Regions from separate parts of the Mus musculus genome. Here regions 2 and 3 are each linked to region 1. The links are chromatin contacts, called in public promoter capture Hi-C maps. All regions are on one chromosome and are shown on one strand. Each heading gives the region's core, a stretch centred on a gene start, on an enhancer-like site or on the middle of the called end of the contact. The rest is flanking DNA. Distances are from core to core; before and after follow the strand shown. Region 1 holds the start of Cacna1s (calcium channel, voltage-dependent, L type, alpha 1S subunit). Region 2 overlaps Ddx59 (DEAD box helicase 59). Region 3 has its middle 21 kb from the start of Ddx59.

The links. Promoter capture Hi-C pulls out the DNA fragments that hold promoters and counts their contacts.
Region 2: a contact with region 1 is called in a promoter capture Hi-C map of stem cell-derived epiblast-like cells, with 2.4 times the contacts expected there. The contact joins the enhancer-like site here to the promoter of Cacna1s in region 1. A contact is called at or near these places in 16 of 39 promoter capture datasets (the 3T3-L1 cell line, the C10 cell line, the HPC-7 cell line and 10 more), 1 of 484 Hi-C or Micro-C datasets (cerebral cortex), 3 of 115 datasets of contacts at active chromatin or transcription factors (embryonic basal ganglia, embryonic stem cells and stem cell-derived neural progenitor cells) and 2 of 9 other capture datasets (liver and pancreatic islet).
Region 3: a promoter capture Hi-C map of embryonic stem cells shows a contact between it and region 1, with 2.3 times the contacts expected there. The contact joins the enhancer-like site here to the promoter of Cacna1s in region 1. A contact is called at or near these places in 5 of 39 promoter capture datasets (the 3T3-L1 cell line, embryonic stem cells, pre-B cells and 1 more), 2 of 484 Hi-C or Micro-C datasets (the HPC-7 cell line and embryonic fibroblasts), 1 of 115 datasets of contacts at active chromatin or transcription factors (pancreatic cancer cells) and 2 of 9 other capture datasets (embryonic stem cells and pancreatic islet).

What each region holds. Positions count from the first base shown.
Region 1 is chr1:136,050,529-136,055,499 of GRCm38.p6, forward strand. It overlaps Cacna1s (calcium channel, voltage-dependent, L type, alpha 1S subunit), which reads left to right and starts at 2,283. Exons shown (of 44, transcript NM_001081023.2): 1 at 2,283-2,524; 2 at 4,051-4,156. The coding sequence starts at 2,373. Ascl5 (achaete-scute family bHLH transcription factor 5) reads left to right here and starts at 276. Exons shown (of 1, transcript NM_001270609.1): 1 at 276-842. The coding sequence starts at 276. The coding sequence ends at 842.
Region 2 is chr1:136,425,385-136,430,355 of GRCm38.p6, forward strand. The region is part of intron 4 of Ddx59 (DEAD box helicase 59); the gene reads left to right. Among named protein-coding and RNA genes, the nearest start is that of 9230116N13Rik, 12 kb to the left of the region's middle. Within about 2 kb of position 2,462, at least 35 of the 459 cell types and tissues checked have an H3K27ac peak or open chromatin away from gene starts, as enhancers often do. A contact at or near this core is called in embryonic stem cells and stem cell-derived epiblast-like cells, where this site is marked.
Region 3 is chr1:136,391,966-136,396,936 of GRCm38.p6, forward strand. No RefSeq gene overlaps it. Among named protein-coding and RNA genes, the nearest start is that of Ddx59, 21 kb to the right of the region's middle. Within about 2 kb of position 2,741, at least 37 of the 459 cell types and tissues checked have an H3K27ac peak or open chromatin away from gene starts, as enhancers often do. A contact at or near this core is called in embryonic stem cells, where this site is marked.

The sequences.
Region 1 (4,971 bases), core at 1,033-3,532:
GAAGAGGGAGAAAGTGCTCAGATTGCTCAACACATGTCACCGCAGGCGCGACCACAGCAGATACCTGCTGTGCCTCTGCTAGCTGCTGCACTTGTCCAGAGCTATGACTCACATTAAGGAGTCCAAGCCAACCCAAAAAGGCAAAATGAAGCCTTAGCAACTCGCAGCACCCCAGAGTGCTAGCAATGTGACTTGTCCCCTTTGTCAGGACCACACAGAGCCCGTGCAGAGGCCTTTCAGAGGGCCTCACTCTGGGTCCAGCTCCACGAGGCACAATGAACAGTAACTTCTGCCGAGCTCTGGTGGACCGTGGGCCCCCGGGGGGCATGCAGCTAGGTGTCGTGGCCCCTGCTGGACAGACGCCGCTGGCAGCCACCGAACCCTTGAGCAACGTACCCTTTCTATTGTACCCCGGCCACTCCGAGCCGCCTTACTACGACGCCTACACTGGGGTGTTCCCCTACGTGCCCTTTCCCGGCGCCTTCGGGGTTTACGACTACCCGTTCGAGCCTGCCTTCATCCAGAAGCGCAACGAGCGAGAGCGGCAGCGCGTCAAGTGCGTGAATGAGGGCTACGCGCGCCTCCGCGGCCACCTCCCCGGCGCCCTGACTGAGAAGCGGCTCAGCAAGGTGGAGACACTGCGCGCCGCCATCCGCTACATCAAGTACCTGCAGGAGCTGTTGAGCGCCACCCCCGACGGCGCGCCACCTCCCGCCACCTCCCCGCCGCCCGCCCACACGGGCCACAGCAACGTGCCGCAGCCCTCTTCCTTGGTGGCCGAGTCCAGTGGATCCCCCTTTTCCTCGTCGCCTTTTTTGGAGTCGGAGGAACCCAGCCTTTGATCTGGCCAGAGGCCTGGACTTGCCCCTCTAGGGAACAGCTTTGGGGGCTTCTGGGTCATCTGTGCGGGACAAAGAACAGTGGTGTTCGAGGTCTGTGATCCCACCTCCACCCACTTGAGCCAGATGTGAGGGCCTGGGGTAGAGATGGCGAGATACGGATCCCAGGAGCTGATGTCTGCGGTGAGGAGCAGAGCCCTGGACAGCTCCTGGACCAGCCTCAGCGAAGCTCTGCTGTCCACCACACCAAGTCCCCTGGAAGTCAGCCACACTTTCTGTTATGCCTGAACCTTCCACAAGATGGCCTCAAATACTAGCGAGGAGCTTGATGGCCTCTAAAGAGCAGGAATTCTGAGGGAGGGACGAGGGAAGTGAAGACAGGCAGCTGCTTGCATTCAGCACCCTGGAGCTGACAGACTTAGGGGAAGTGTGTGTGTGTGTGTGTGTGTGTGTGTGTGTGTGTGTGTGTGTGAGAGAGAGAGAGAGAGAGAGAGAGAGAGAGAGAGAGAGAGAGAGAGAGAGAGAGAGAGGGAGGGAGAGGTCGCTGGTGCCCATTGGCTTCCTTGACAGCGAGTGATCACCTCCCCTCTCCCACCCTTCAGTCTCTTCTGGACTTAACGCCTCCCCCACCCCAAGACTTGTAAGCTTCTAGGGTCCACTGACATTGTGTTTACATCAAGGACTAAATAAAAAGGGATTGTTGAATTTTGTGATTCCTGAATTATTGTCTATGCCCACCCTCCACCTTGCAATGTTTGCTAGCTGGTGCAGTCACCTAACATTTCCAGAGAGATTAGTGTGTATGCTGAGACTGAATATGGGAGAGGCCAGGGTTCTAGGGAGAAAGCACACAGACATTGTCTAGTGAGGGATTGGAGGACCAGGGGCCCTGTGAGAGCAGTGCACATTCAAGGTTGCCTGGAGCCTTTCCCTCTGGTAGGAGAGGGGCTCCATATTTGCCAGAAGAAGGCATTGGGGGCGGCAAGTGTGAGAGGGTCCTGGGCAGATCCTGACAGACACTGAGACTGGTGTGAGTGGAGCTATGCTGAGCTAGGCCACCACCCAACACATTCTCTGGACAGAGCCACGGAGTTGGGGTGGGGAGAAACTTAATCTCCATCTAAGGAACCTGTTTGGAGTTTGTGGCTCTACTCCACGGGTTCCTCTCCCTGACCCTCATTGCCCCAGCTGTGAAGCCTTCCTGTCTCCCACTGCCCCTACCCCGTCTCAAGCCTGGATATAATAAGTCACCCCTTTACACCCAGCCCTTGCCTCCTCGGGGGCAGATGGGGATGTCACCGGCTGGACTGGAAGGAATGACAGCTGCCTGGCCGCAGGAGCCTGGGCTGGGCAGCAGGGGCTAATTTTACTCGCTGGGAGCAGAGAGAGTAATCCTCCCGCCCCCACGCCCGACCCGTCTGCCTGCCTCAGCAGGATAGGCTCAGTCAGGTCCAGTCCCCAAGGTGGGGGCACTGGGGACACAGGGAGGAGAGGGCAGTGGGCTGGGGGAAGAGAGGGGTGTCAGGGAAAGCCATGGAGCCGCCCTCACCCCAGGACGAGGGCCTGAGGAAGAAGCAGCCGAAGAAACCTGTTCCTGAGATTCTGCCGAGGCCCCCGCGGGCCTTGTTCTGCCTGACTCTACAGAACCCCCTGAGGAAGGCCTGCATCAGCATCGTGGAATGGAAGTATCCTTTCTAGCACCTGAGCGAGATGGAGCAGGGAGTGGGTGGGAGGCAGAGGTGGAAGGTACGGGGTGGTCACAAAGCTTGGACTTTTAGCATCAGGGTGACCCAGGCTCTTGGGAAAGGGGTGAACCTACACCTAGACCAGCAAAAGGAACCTTTGCGAAAGCAGGAAGGGAGGTCTCCGCCACAATGGAAAGGGGCTTCTCGGAGCCTGAGGACAACTCTCGGGTCATAGGGGAGAGCCACTGAGCTATTGAGCATCTTGTGGAGGGCCTGTGTTCTTAGGAGTCTTTCTAAGTGTGTTCAGGTCTCTGTCATCATGGGGGTACCACCCAAGATTTTGAATAAGATGAAGGACGGAGCAGCTCCTGAGGAAATCCTCCACAGAGGGAGAGTGGAAAACGATTGACAGTCCAGGGACAACTTCCACTGGCTAGAGTCCCAGTTACAAATGGAACTGGAGAAGTGGATTCGAGGGGAGGCCTGCTCTTATTGGCTCCTGGATGCTGGCGAGCAAACTTGGATGTTTTAGCTCAGAAGTAGTACCCTGGGGGACAGGGACCTCAATCTCTCTCTAGGTTTGTTCTGGAAATAACAATGATAATATCTGGGCTATTTGGGGGGAGTAAGGAGGGGCTGCAGAGAGGAGGCCCGTGTTGAGTGGGTTCTGAGAGAGTCAGGAATATTTGAAATATTTTTGACGTGCTCTGGAGGAATGGGATTCCATCAGCTGTTCCTTGGGAAAATGGAGAATGAGGAGTAGCTGGAAGGATACGGGAGCCATGGAGAGACAGCGGGTCTGGAGTCGAGTCTGATCCGCATTGCTACACTCTGCCAGGCCACATCACGTCCAGCCCCCTTCCTCCTTGCCCTCTCTGGTGAGAGCAGCTTCCCCTGGCAGGGCATCCCTTTTCTTGAGCCCACTCTCTTACAGATCTATTCTGTGCTACTCCCCCCCTCATCCCCCATCTCTCTTCAAAAGCTGAAGCTTCTGGGATGAAAACAGGATTTTATCCAAATCTGTCTACATAGCGTGCCTTTCGCTCCCCACCCCGCCTATGCACCAAGGACTCTGCCTGGCTTTCCCTCCTCACATTTGCTTTCTAAATGACCAGCCAGTCAGGAAGGGTGGCACCCAGAGTGCCCTCATGAATTAGCTGCTGGAGGGGGGGAGTATGGGGGGGAGGTGTCCTGGGAGTGCAAGCCTGCACACATGAGTGTGTACACATAGTTCTGGGGCGTACGGGGGGAGGGTGTCCTGGGAGTGCAAGCCTGCACACATGAGTGTGTACACATAGTTCTGAAAATCTGGTTTTCCTCCCATTTCCCCCTCTCCCGATCCTACTCAGCCTGAACATAATCAAACTCCAACCCTACCCCCGAGCCACTTTGGGGTACAAGCCCCCCGCCACATGACTCTCTCTTAGCATTATAGTGACTATTCAGACTGGCCTTTAGGAATTTCATGCCCTCAACCCCACAGATCCCACAGATGGCTCCAGGGCTCTCCTTAACCCTGGTTGCAGACCCTTCGAGACCATCATCTTGCTCACCATCTTTGCCAACTGTGTGGCCCTGGCAGTGTACCTGCCCATGCCAGAGGATGACAACAACACTCTGAACCTCGGCCTGGTAAGCAAGCCTTCCCACCCTTCCTCTCAAGCTCTGCAGCTCCAGCCTGGGAGTCACTTGGTTTCTGTGGGAGATGCTGCTACCGTGGCTCCCTCACAGCGTAGACTGGCGTCCTCACTGCTGAGCTACTGAGTGGCCCCGAAGCTTCCCAGACTAAACGTGTTCAGCCCAATTCCATGATAGCTGTCAGACAATATTCACAGTGCCAAGCACCCAACAGGTGCAAACTCATGGCGCTTTCCCAAGAACTCTCAGAAGTGGTACCAAGACAGATGTGGAAGGCTGGGCCTCAGCAAGGTGAACCAGGGGTGCTGAGCATGAACCTCCTTCCCTGGATAGACTCCAGAAGGTTGCCTACACTGAGCTGCTAGGGGCATATGATATAGAAATCTGTAGAAAGGGCATTACAGGGCTACAGTGCCACTCTCTGCTGCCCCTTCACCAGCAACACAGCAAATTCTGCAGTGAGTGGTTTTCATCTTTGAATCATTGAATCTTTACAGTGATCTCTATGGTATAATATTAGTCTAAAAAATAGATAATAAATGAGATAGATAGATGAATAGATAGATGGATGGATAGATATAGGTAGATAGATAGATAGATAGATAGATAGATAAAAATAAAACAAAACCCTGGAATCTAGGTACATCATGCAGGGTAGCACCCATATAAGCTTCCAACAGGGCCTCATACCCTGGTCTTCCTGTCCAGGCCTCATACCCTGGTCTTACTGTCTTTGGAACTTGCTCTTAAGCACATTTAAAAAATATTTTTATTTATTCTTTGCCTACATGTGTGACTCTGAGTGGGTA
Region 2 (4,971 bases), core at 1,212-3,711, 380 kb after region 1:
TTATTGTTTATTCAGAACATTTTCTCTGAATGAAAAAAAAAAAGGTTCAGGGACTTGTGAAAATTTACCCTTCCGGGTCTTAAGCTGGCATCTATGTACACTGCGGTTAAGCTAAGGCTTGAATCATTCGTTTAAACCAAAGCTATCTTTCCCTAGTGAAGAACACCCAAATTCCCTGGGTGCTGTAATCTCCAAGACAAGGTGGTGGGCCTTGGTGCATTTTGTTTGGTTTTGCCGTCGTCCTAGGAATTGACCCTTGGGCCTTCTGCATAATAAGCAAGCATGCAGCCACTGAGCTGTCTCTCCAGTATCAAAATGCTTTATGCTTCCTGATGTTTAAAATAGTCAATAATAATAATAATAACTACTTATAGGAACTATATCAGTAGCTAATAGTAGTTATTTGAATGGTATTTGAGAGATAGTTCTTTTCTAATGGGCATTGGTATAGTGGTTGAGAAACTTTTGTTGTTATCGTTAATATATCAGAGAGGCATTTTATATCTCTGAAGTATAAAATAAAGTAAGTGCATTGTTTTATTATATATGTACACACACATACACACACACACATGTATGTATATGTGTGTGTTTATTATTTTACTTACTATGTATATGTGCCCTGGGTACAGGGATGGCATTTGCCCAGTTCTCAAGCTGGTCTGCATGATGTTATGTGGTATGATGATATAGTCCATGTAATAATGATGATGATGATGATGATAATAATAATAATATAGGTCTGTGTGTGTGTATGCGTATTATTTTACTTACTGTGTGTATGTGCTCATGTACTTGCCATGAGTGTCAAGGTTAGAGGACAACTTGTGGAAGCTGGTTCTGTCCTCTGCATGTGGGTTCCAGAGATAAAACTCAGGTTTTTAAGATTGACAGCAAGCACCTTTACCACTGATCCATCTTGACTACCCTATGGTTTTTAATTTAATTTTATTATTATTATTACTGTTGTATATGCGCATGTGTGTACATGCATGAGTATGTGCACAGGATCATGCATTCCATGACACCTGTGTGGAAGTCAGAGGACAACTTTTAGAAGCTGCTTCCTTTCTTCTGTCATGGGGTCCAGGGATTGAACTCAGGTCACCAGGCTTTGGTACAAGTGCCTGTACCCTGAGCCATCCCTGCCAGGCTTATATCTTCCTCATCATCACCATTATCATCACCACCACCACCACCACCACCATCATCATCACCACCACCACCATCATCATCATCATTATCACCATTATCATCACCATCACCACCATCATCACCACCACCACCACCACCACCATCATCATCACCACCACCGGATGGACTATACCACTTAATATCACGCAGACAAGCATGAGAACTGGGCAGATACCATGCTTGCATCCAGGGCACATTTTCCTTCATGTTCCCCACCAGCAGTGACAGCCGAGGTTTGGTGGTAAAGGTGTGAGGCAGGCTCTGACCAGTGGTCACCTGGTGTGCCCTTGTCCCAGCAGACAGCAGGGGACACCTTCAGGCATGTAGAGATAGATGATGGAGCCCAGACTCTCAAAGTCAGGTTTTGAACTTTTTTAAAATTTAATTTATTAATTAATTTTTTTTTAACTTATTCACTTTTCATCCCACTCACTGCCCCATTCCCGATCACCCCCTCCCACAAACCTTCTCCCATTCCACCCTTTTCCTCTGAGTGCACGGATCCCCCTGGGTATCCCCTCACCCTGGCACTTCAAGCCTCTGCAGGGCTAGGAGCTTCCTCTCCCACTGAGGCCAGACAAGGCAGCCCAGCTAGTAGAACGTATCCCAGTACAGGGAACAGCTTTTAGGACAGCCCCCACTCCAGTCGTTCAGGACCCACATGAAGGTCAAGCTGCACAGCTGCTGCATATGTGTGGGGAGGAGGAGGCCTAGGTCCAGCCTGTGGATGTTCTTTAGTTGGTGGTTCAGACTCTGAGGCCCCCCAAGGGTCCAGGTTAGTTGACTGTCAGTCTTCTGGTGGAGTCCCTATTCCCTCCTGGGTCCGCAGTCCTTCCCCCTATTCTTCCATAGAACCCCAAGCTCCGTCCACTATTTGGCTGCGGGTGTCTGCCTCTGTCTGAGTCAGCTGCTGAGAGAACTTGGGCAAGCTCTTTAATCTTACAGAGCAGGAGTGAGGATGAGCAATGTTGGACAGTGTCTGGTAGACTAAGATGTCCAAAGGAAATGAAAAATAATGTAACGGAAACCTTTGAAAGGTGTGCTGAGTCAGCGCCCCCTGGATGGCTGTGGGTAGAAGTCAGGGTGGCCGCACTCTACCTCTTCAGGGCACTTTAACTTTTGTGCGGCAGGTAGGGAGGGGTTCTAGGGCCTGTCAGCCATCCTGGACCATTATGATGCAAAGGAAGTATCTGGTTGTGTGTGGAGTGTCTGAAGCTCCTGCCCCAGTGCCTCAGTATTAAGGGGTGTGGTTTCTTTGTAGCTCAGAGGGAAACAGCCTTATCAGTTGTTGGTGCTGCAGAAGTTAGCACAGGAATGCTGTCAATGTACCGATTAACCAACTCCAGGCGTTTTACATAGAATTGCAGAAATATTTTCATTGTGATTCAAACCTACGTAATACTGAAATTTTGAGAAGAAAGGCATACACTTGAAATAAAGGCAAAAACATTATACTGTCTACCGAGACACAGAAATACTCAAATAGGGACTGGTAAGGTGGCTCAGCAGGTGAAGGTACTTCCTGCCAAGCCCCAAGCCAGATGACCTGAGTTCAGTCTCCAGAACCTGCATGGTAGAAGGAGAGAACAAACTCCAACAAGTTGTTCTGTAACCTACAGACAACACACACACACCACAAATAAATAAATAAACAACATTTTTACTAAAAAAAAAAAAAAAAGTACTTAGATAAACAGTATAGTCCAATGATTGGCAAATATTTTCTCTAAAACAGCAGTAGTGGTGAAGAGCACTGACTACTCTCCCAGGGGACCCAGGTTCAATTCCCAGCACCTACATTGCTGCTCACAACAGTCTGTAATCCCAGTTTCAAGGGAGCTGATGACCTTTCTGGCTTTGGGGCCAGTATGATCTTTTGAAACTAACCTGTACAACTGTAGCAGTATGAAAATCACCAGAGTGGGATGGTGGCATATACCTCTACCTATGCCTTACTGAAGTGCCAAAGGCAGGAGGATCATAAAGTCAAGACCAATCTAGACTTCACAGATAGCAACACTGGGCCTCAAGAAAACCAAGAGGATAAAACAGAAACAAAAACCCAGATGTGGGGCTGAGGAGAGATCTCAGTCAGTGAAGATGCCCTAGTCAGCGCGATACCCGAGATCCTACCATACTAAGTGTGGTAGTGCACACTCAGTGTAGTCCTAGAGCTGGGGAGTGGAGACAGGCAGAAGGGCCAGCCAGTCTACCCTGCTTGGCAAGCTTCAGGCCACTGGGAGATACCACAACGAAAACCAGGGAGAATGGCACCCGAGGTGGACCGGTGGCCATCACACAGGCATACATGTCTGTATGTATACAGGTCCATCTCCAGGAACACCACACACACGCAGACACGAGTACACACGCCTATAAACCCAGCCCTCACCTAGAGAAGCAGAGGCAGAAGGACCTCAGGTTCAGGAGCAGCATGAGTTAGAAAGCGACTCTGATTCAAAACATCAAGGACTGGGGGAAGGAGATGTGAGTGACTCTATAGATTAAGAGGATCTGCTGCTCTCGTAGAGGACCCAGGTTTGATTCCCAGTACCCACAAAGGAGCTCTTAGCTGTCTATGACTGAGTCTCAGGGGATCTGACACCTTCTAGTTCCTGTGCGTACCAGGCACAAGTAGGTACTCATTCATGCATGCCGACAAGCACAGTACACATAGGCTAAAAATAAATCTTTTTTAAAAAAGGATTGTGAGTATAATGGATTGTAAAGTACTTGCCTAGCATTTGCAAGATGTTGGGTTCTATCTATTACACCATTTAAAAAATATATTAGAAGAGGAGAACGGTGGCTGGATGTGACTGGTTTCCACACAACAGGTAAAGGTTGGAAAGTGTCTGATAGCCATAGCTTGTCAACTAGAAGGGAAAACTACTGTAACATAAACTACTGTATTATGCATATGATATGCTAATTGTCCAGGACAGTTAAGATCAGGTATAGAATTAAGAGAGTGAGTGTTTTTCACACTATTAAAAAATAGTAATGGGATTTGAACTGCTCCTTAGAAGATGAGAAAAAAATTTAAAAGCCGGAGGACAGGTGAAATATTCCAGTGAGATGAACAGTCAGAAAGCCCAAGTGACTTGTCGAGGAGGAGGAAGGAGCTGGAGGAATTCTTCCTGAGCAGCAGCAGGAAGTGGAGTTGGGTAGCCAGGGTGGGGTCAAATTATAGAGGCCCTGACGGGAGGCAGGAGCTTGTGGATCTGATGTGGGAGACAGTGAGGCCTTCTAAATTACTCGTTGGGCATAGCATGGTAAAAGTGGTGTTTTAGGGAGGCGATCTCCCTGCTCTCGGTACATGAGATTTAAAGAGGAAGGACCCAGAGACCAGGCATCCAGCGAACCAGCCAAGGAGTGAGGGGGTCAAGGGCAGGGTGGAGGCCCCGGGACTGAAGGGTTAAATCTGAGAGTCCCTGTAAAGTAATCATTTATGAGGCTTCTGATGACATATGGCATATGGGGAAAGAAGGCAGCTGGAGAGGTGACTCCAGAAATTATAGCTGTGCCTTTAATTTTAGAAAGGGTAACCGAGTAAATGTGGGTCCTGGTAATATTGTCTGAGCTTGGCCTTGCTGTGAACAGCAGACGACGGGGAATGCTTTTCTCCTGCACAGGGAGTGCACTGGAGTCTGTGATGTCTACTGGAGTCTGTGACATCTGGTCCTCCAAGAGAAGGCTGGAGGGAAGTGAGCCGAGAAGACAGAGCTGAGAGCCTGGCGTGTGAAGCTGCTGCTGAGTCAGTCAGCAGAGGGACAG
Region 3 (4,971 bases), core at 1,491-3,990, 340 kb after region 1:
TCTCTAGTTGAGAGCTATTCTGTTAAAAGAATTAAAATATGTACCATAAAGAAACTTAAATTTTTTATTTTTTATATGTTTATACACACACACACACACACATATAGTGTATGTGTGTACGTGTGTGTGCATATGTCACAGCACACATGTGGAGGTCAGAGGACAAGTTGCAGGAGTCAGGTTTCTCCTTCCATGTAGGTTCTGTGGTTCAAACGCAGGTCATCAGACTTGGCAGCAAGCACCTTTGCCTGCTGAGCCAGCTCGCTGGCCCAAACTGTTTTATTGTAAGACTATTTACATAGCATGATAAAATAGAAATGAGATATGAACACTTGCATTGTAATAACACCGAGTAGCCTTACCACGCTACAAAAAACTCACGATATCATACATGTACAATGACTAGAATTACATTTCTATACAAACAAAGCACCGTGGCCTCCAAGATGGACAGGGGAAGAAAAGGAGGAGAATGAGCTGAATTGAAAGTAATCACTAACCTTATGTGACGATGAACGAAAGGAAATATAAATCCACTCAGACTTAAGAAACAGCACAACCTGGCAATCAACCCGGCGTTGAGCTGCGAGGTCACTCCAGCGCTTGGGAGGCCGTGGCAGCAGGATGAGCATTTGAGGACAGCCTGGGATGCACAGCAAGACGTGCATATTTTTTTAAATGAAAAAGAAAGAAATATAACCAAATGTGGGAAAAGGGGAACCAAGTAAAGTGTGGCTGCAGGCTGTGTTCAAAGGCAGGGAAGGACATCTCGGGCCTCAGAGCCTGAGAAGGACACCGTCAGACAGGTGATGTCACTGGCCACTGCCGTTTCCACTGAGCACTGAGGGGCTTCAGGGCAAAGGCCGAAAGGAAACACATTTGATCATTTCTCATGGAATTGGTTTTCACTAAAATTCACTCCTACAGGGAAATTGAATTCTTTTTTTTTTTTTTTTCTGCCAGTCTTCAAAGAGAGAGAAAGTCCTTGTTTCTAGGACATTCTGGTGCCACCACCCCTGAGGGAACAGGTGCCAAAGAACTCCACTTCTTACACAATGTTGAGCTGTGGGGATTGTGGGACACAAGAGCTGCTGTGCCGTTGTGGGGGTGGGGGGAAGAGCTCTTCCAAACAGAAAACACCAACTACAGATCATTTTTATTACTTTGATATTTTGATACTGTTGGGAAAGGGGAACATTTTTTAAAGTCCTGAAAGTTGGAAAGTGGGGCAGGAAAATACTGTGTCTGCAAGGCTAGCCTGGGCTACATAGTGAAACTCTGGTCAATCTGACCTACAGAGGGAGAAGCTGTCTCAAGCCAAGCAAGCAAGCAAACAAGGTTGCTCCTCAGTGTGTTCTTTTGGAGCTATTTCTTTCTTGCTGTTGTTTTATTTTTGAAGGTATTTCTAAAGGGTCCTGGAGGGAGTTTGATTCAGTCTGTGTTGTAATGGAGATTATGTTACTCTGAATTATTTAATTCCACTAAGTGGTAAGAAAAAACGCTGTTGTGCTCTTGAAGAACTGCAGGATGAGAGCCTAGGCTCTGTGTGGAAGGAGAGTTTATGTCTAGGAAAGAAGCGTATAAAAAGCAGAACACAGTGATGTCTGTTTGTTTAGGCTTGTTTGTCAACCTGCTTCATCTTGATTGAATTCTTTATTTAAAAAAATTTTAGTGGTTTGTTTACTTTTATTTTATGTGTATTAGTGTTTGCCTGCATGTATGTCTGTGTATCATGTGCTAAAGTGATGCCCCCAGACACTAGAAAGAGCATTGGATCCCTTGGAACTGGAGTTACAGATGGTTGTAAGCCATCATATAGATGCTGGGATCTGAACCCAGATCCACTGCAAGAGCTGTATAAAAAAAGCTAGCTAAAGATGAGCCAGGGACAAGCCAGCCAGCAATGTTCCTCTGCGCGTGTGTAATATATATATATATATTACACACGCGCACACACACACACACATATATATATATATATTACATATATATGTATAGAGAACAGGCTCTACAGTGTTGACCTCTGATCTCTATGCAATGTTGCAGTACATATGTGCACACATATATATGCATGTATAATACATATATGTATATGAACACTACTACTATCACTACTACTACATCAAATTTGCAAAGCATTCTTTATATTTACACATGTGGGCTCAAACGACCACTTTCTGATCAGAGTCCAGGCCTTCTCCACAGGAGGGAATCCATATTAGGTACCATAAAATATGGTCAGAAGTCCATGGCTGGAGAGGTCGTAGACCCCAGTGGGGAAGCTACCACTGTTGCTTTGCTAAATGGATGGAATGTGTGCACTGAGACGGGAGGTGGACATAGGAGAACCCCCAGAAGCTTATAGGCTAACGAGACTGAGGTATTAAACATGGCAGAAATAGCGAGAGAGATTCTACCTCAAAACAAGGTGGAGAAAGAAAACTGATTATGACATCCACATTTGCTGTGGCATGTACACACACACACACACACACACACAATTACCTATAATAACAAATAAATGAAACATTTACACAAAATCGATTCATGATCTGTCTTGAGATATTGCTACTCTAAACTCTCAGTCATGTTAAAACATGTGGAAAAAAAACAACAACAACAAAATAAACCAAAACAAAAGTTCCCAGTTTTGCCTACATCCGGAGCCTAGAGCCTACCCGCCTGGCTCTTTCTGTGCACTGTGCGTGATGGATGGGCGGAGTCAAGCCCTGCTGAGCTAAACGGGAAGCTGCCAAGTTCTCACTCAGCTTTTCCGCTGATGCTTTTAGCAGATGCTGATGGTCTTTGCTCGCATGCATTATGTCATTAGAGCAAACAGCACTGTGGTACTCTAAATCCATCATGACTGGTGTACTTTTTAGCTAGGACAAAATGGAAAGAGTCATCCACCAATGGTTATCCTGGGGTACAGCGTGTGCGAGAGAGATAGTCGGATCTTGGTTTTTACTTGTTACAAGTTAGTTTTCTAGCATCTTTCTGAGTTAACCATGGACATTTTTTTTCTGCTCTCTTCCTCTTCCTTCCTCTTCTCCTCCTTCTCTTTTCCAGTCGTTGTTGAATCTACCTACATATAAGATCAAGCAACATTATAATGAATGACATTCCTTCTCCATACAAGAAGCCTGTCTTGCTGTTGTTGGGATAATCTCTTGTGCACTGTGTAAAGGTTGTCTTTGTATGAAGCATCACCGGTCTCAGTAGTTTGTAAACATCTTCTCCATCACCTGATTGGTTTAATAAAGAGTTGAATGGCCTATAGCAAGGAAGGAGAAGATAGGCGGGACTTCCAGGCAGAGTTAGGAACTCTGGGAAATAAACCGAGGCAGGAGATGCTCTACTCAGACAGGAAGGTGGGAGATTCCCCAACCAGAGCAGAGGAAAAAACAGGTGCTGGGACATAAGAAAAGGGACAGGGGAAAAAAAAAAAAAAGGACAGAGCTAGACGACCACGTTTACTTACATGAGCTAGTTGAGAGTCTGCTAAGCTAAGAGCAAGCTTTCATAATTAATAAAAGGTCTCTGTGTCATTATTCAGTAGCTGACAGGCCAGAGGCTATTTGGCTATATGCTATATCAACCACCATGGTAATTTTTACAGTAATAGAAAGATAAGCTAAGCATAGAATGTTTTTAGTAGCAACATAAAAGGTATAAACTTAGGGAAATTTATAGACAGAAAATTTGACATTCTATTAAAGAAAGCAAATGAAGTGACGTCATTAAACCAAATTGAGAGTAAATTTTGACTTGGGAAAATATAACATACTTGTGATTTGTAAAAATCTAACCAAAATCCAAAACCATCTTAATGTGTCCCCCCTTCCCCAACACACACACACACACACACACACACACACACACACACACCTTTGGACACTGCTTTAGGAATAATCTGAATAGAACACCTATCTAGAAGCTTCTAGAGAAATAGGCTAACCAGACTTGCGATATCAGCTTATGTATGACCCAGTTCATAAAAGTACTTAACACTGGGCATAGGAACAAGATTGCTTAGGAGAGAGAGTAATGAAGGCCAGGAACTCCTCCTGCTTATGTTCCTGTCTCAAGAGAATCTGAAAATGGTGTAGAAAAATGGCTTAAGATCTACCACTTGCCTTGACTTAAAAACAAATATCCATCGTTGTGTTGGTAGATGGCTAGATGCTTAAATCCTTGTAAGTGATTTAAGCGGTTTAATGTGCCAGTTGTTGCCAAAGTGCTGGTGACCCGAAAGCAAAGAAATAAATAGAAATTCAAATCCGCCCTCAGAGACTTCATGTCAGAACAGGTGACATACTCAGGGTAAAGGGCAGGCAGCGTTAGTGACGGACTGTATAAAGCCACAAAGGATTGATGTTCTCCCAGAGTAACTGTTACATCCTAACCCAGGGGAGATAGGTTGTGCAGCTTGTGTTTTCACAGAAGAGCTCCACTACAAGGCTAACCCAAAAACTTTTGCTTTAAAATGCTCTCCAAGAAAATGAAGGGAGCACACACTGACAGCGGAAACTAGCCTGGGTCACTAGTCAGCAACGCCTGGTTTTGTTCGATTTCATAGTTGGAGTTCCTTGAAGTCAGGTACAGTCTAAAAATGTAACTATGGTGCAATGAAGAACTAAGATAATTTTGCCTAGAACCTAGAGAGGTGACTTAGAGGTCAGAGGCTAGTACTGCTCTTGCAGAGGAACTGAGTTTACTTCCTGGAACCCATGTCAGGTGGCTCATACCTGCATCACTCCAACTCCAGGAAGAGCTGAAGCTTTTGGCCTCTGTGGGCGTCAGCGCTCACATGGCCACATAGTTTAAGATACTTGTAAAATATATTTTTTGTTTTAGTTTGTTGAGCCAGGGGACTTAGATCTGGGACTTAGGGACTTCGGACTTAGCTAGGGCTGGTGGTCTTAGACTCCCTATGTAGCTGAGGTGACCTTAAACATCTGATACTTCTGC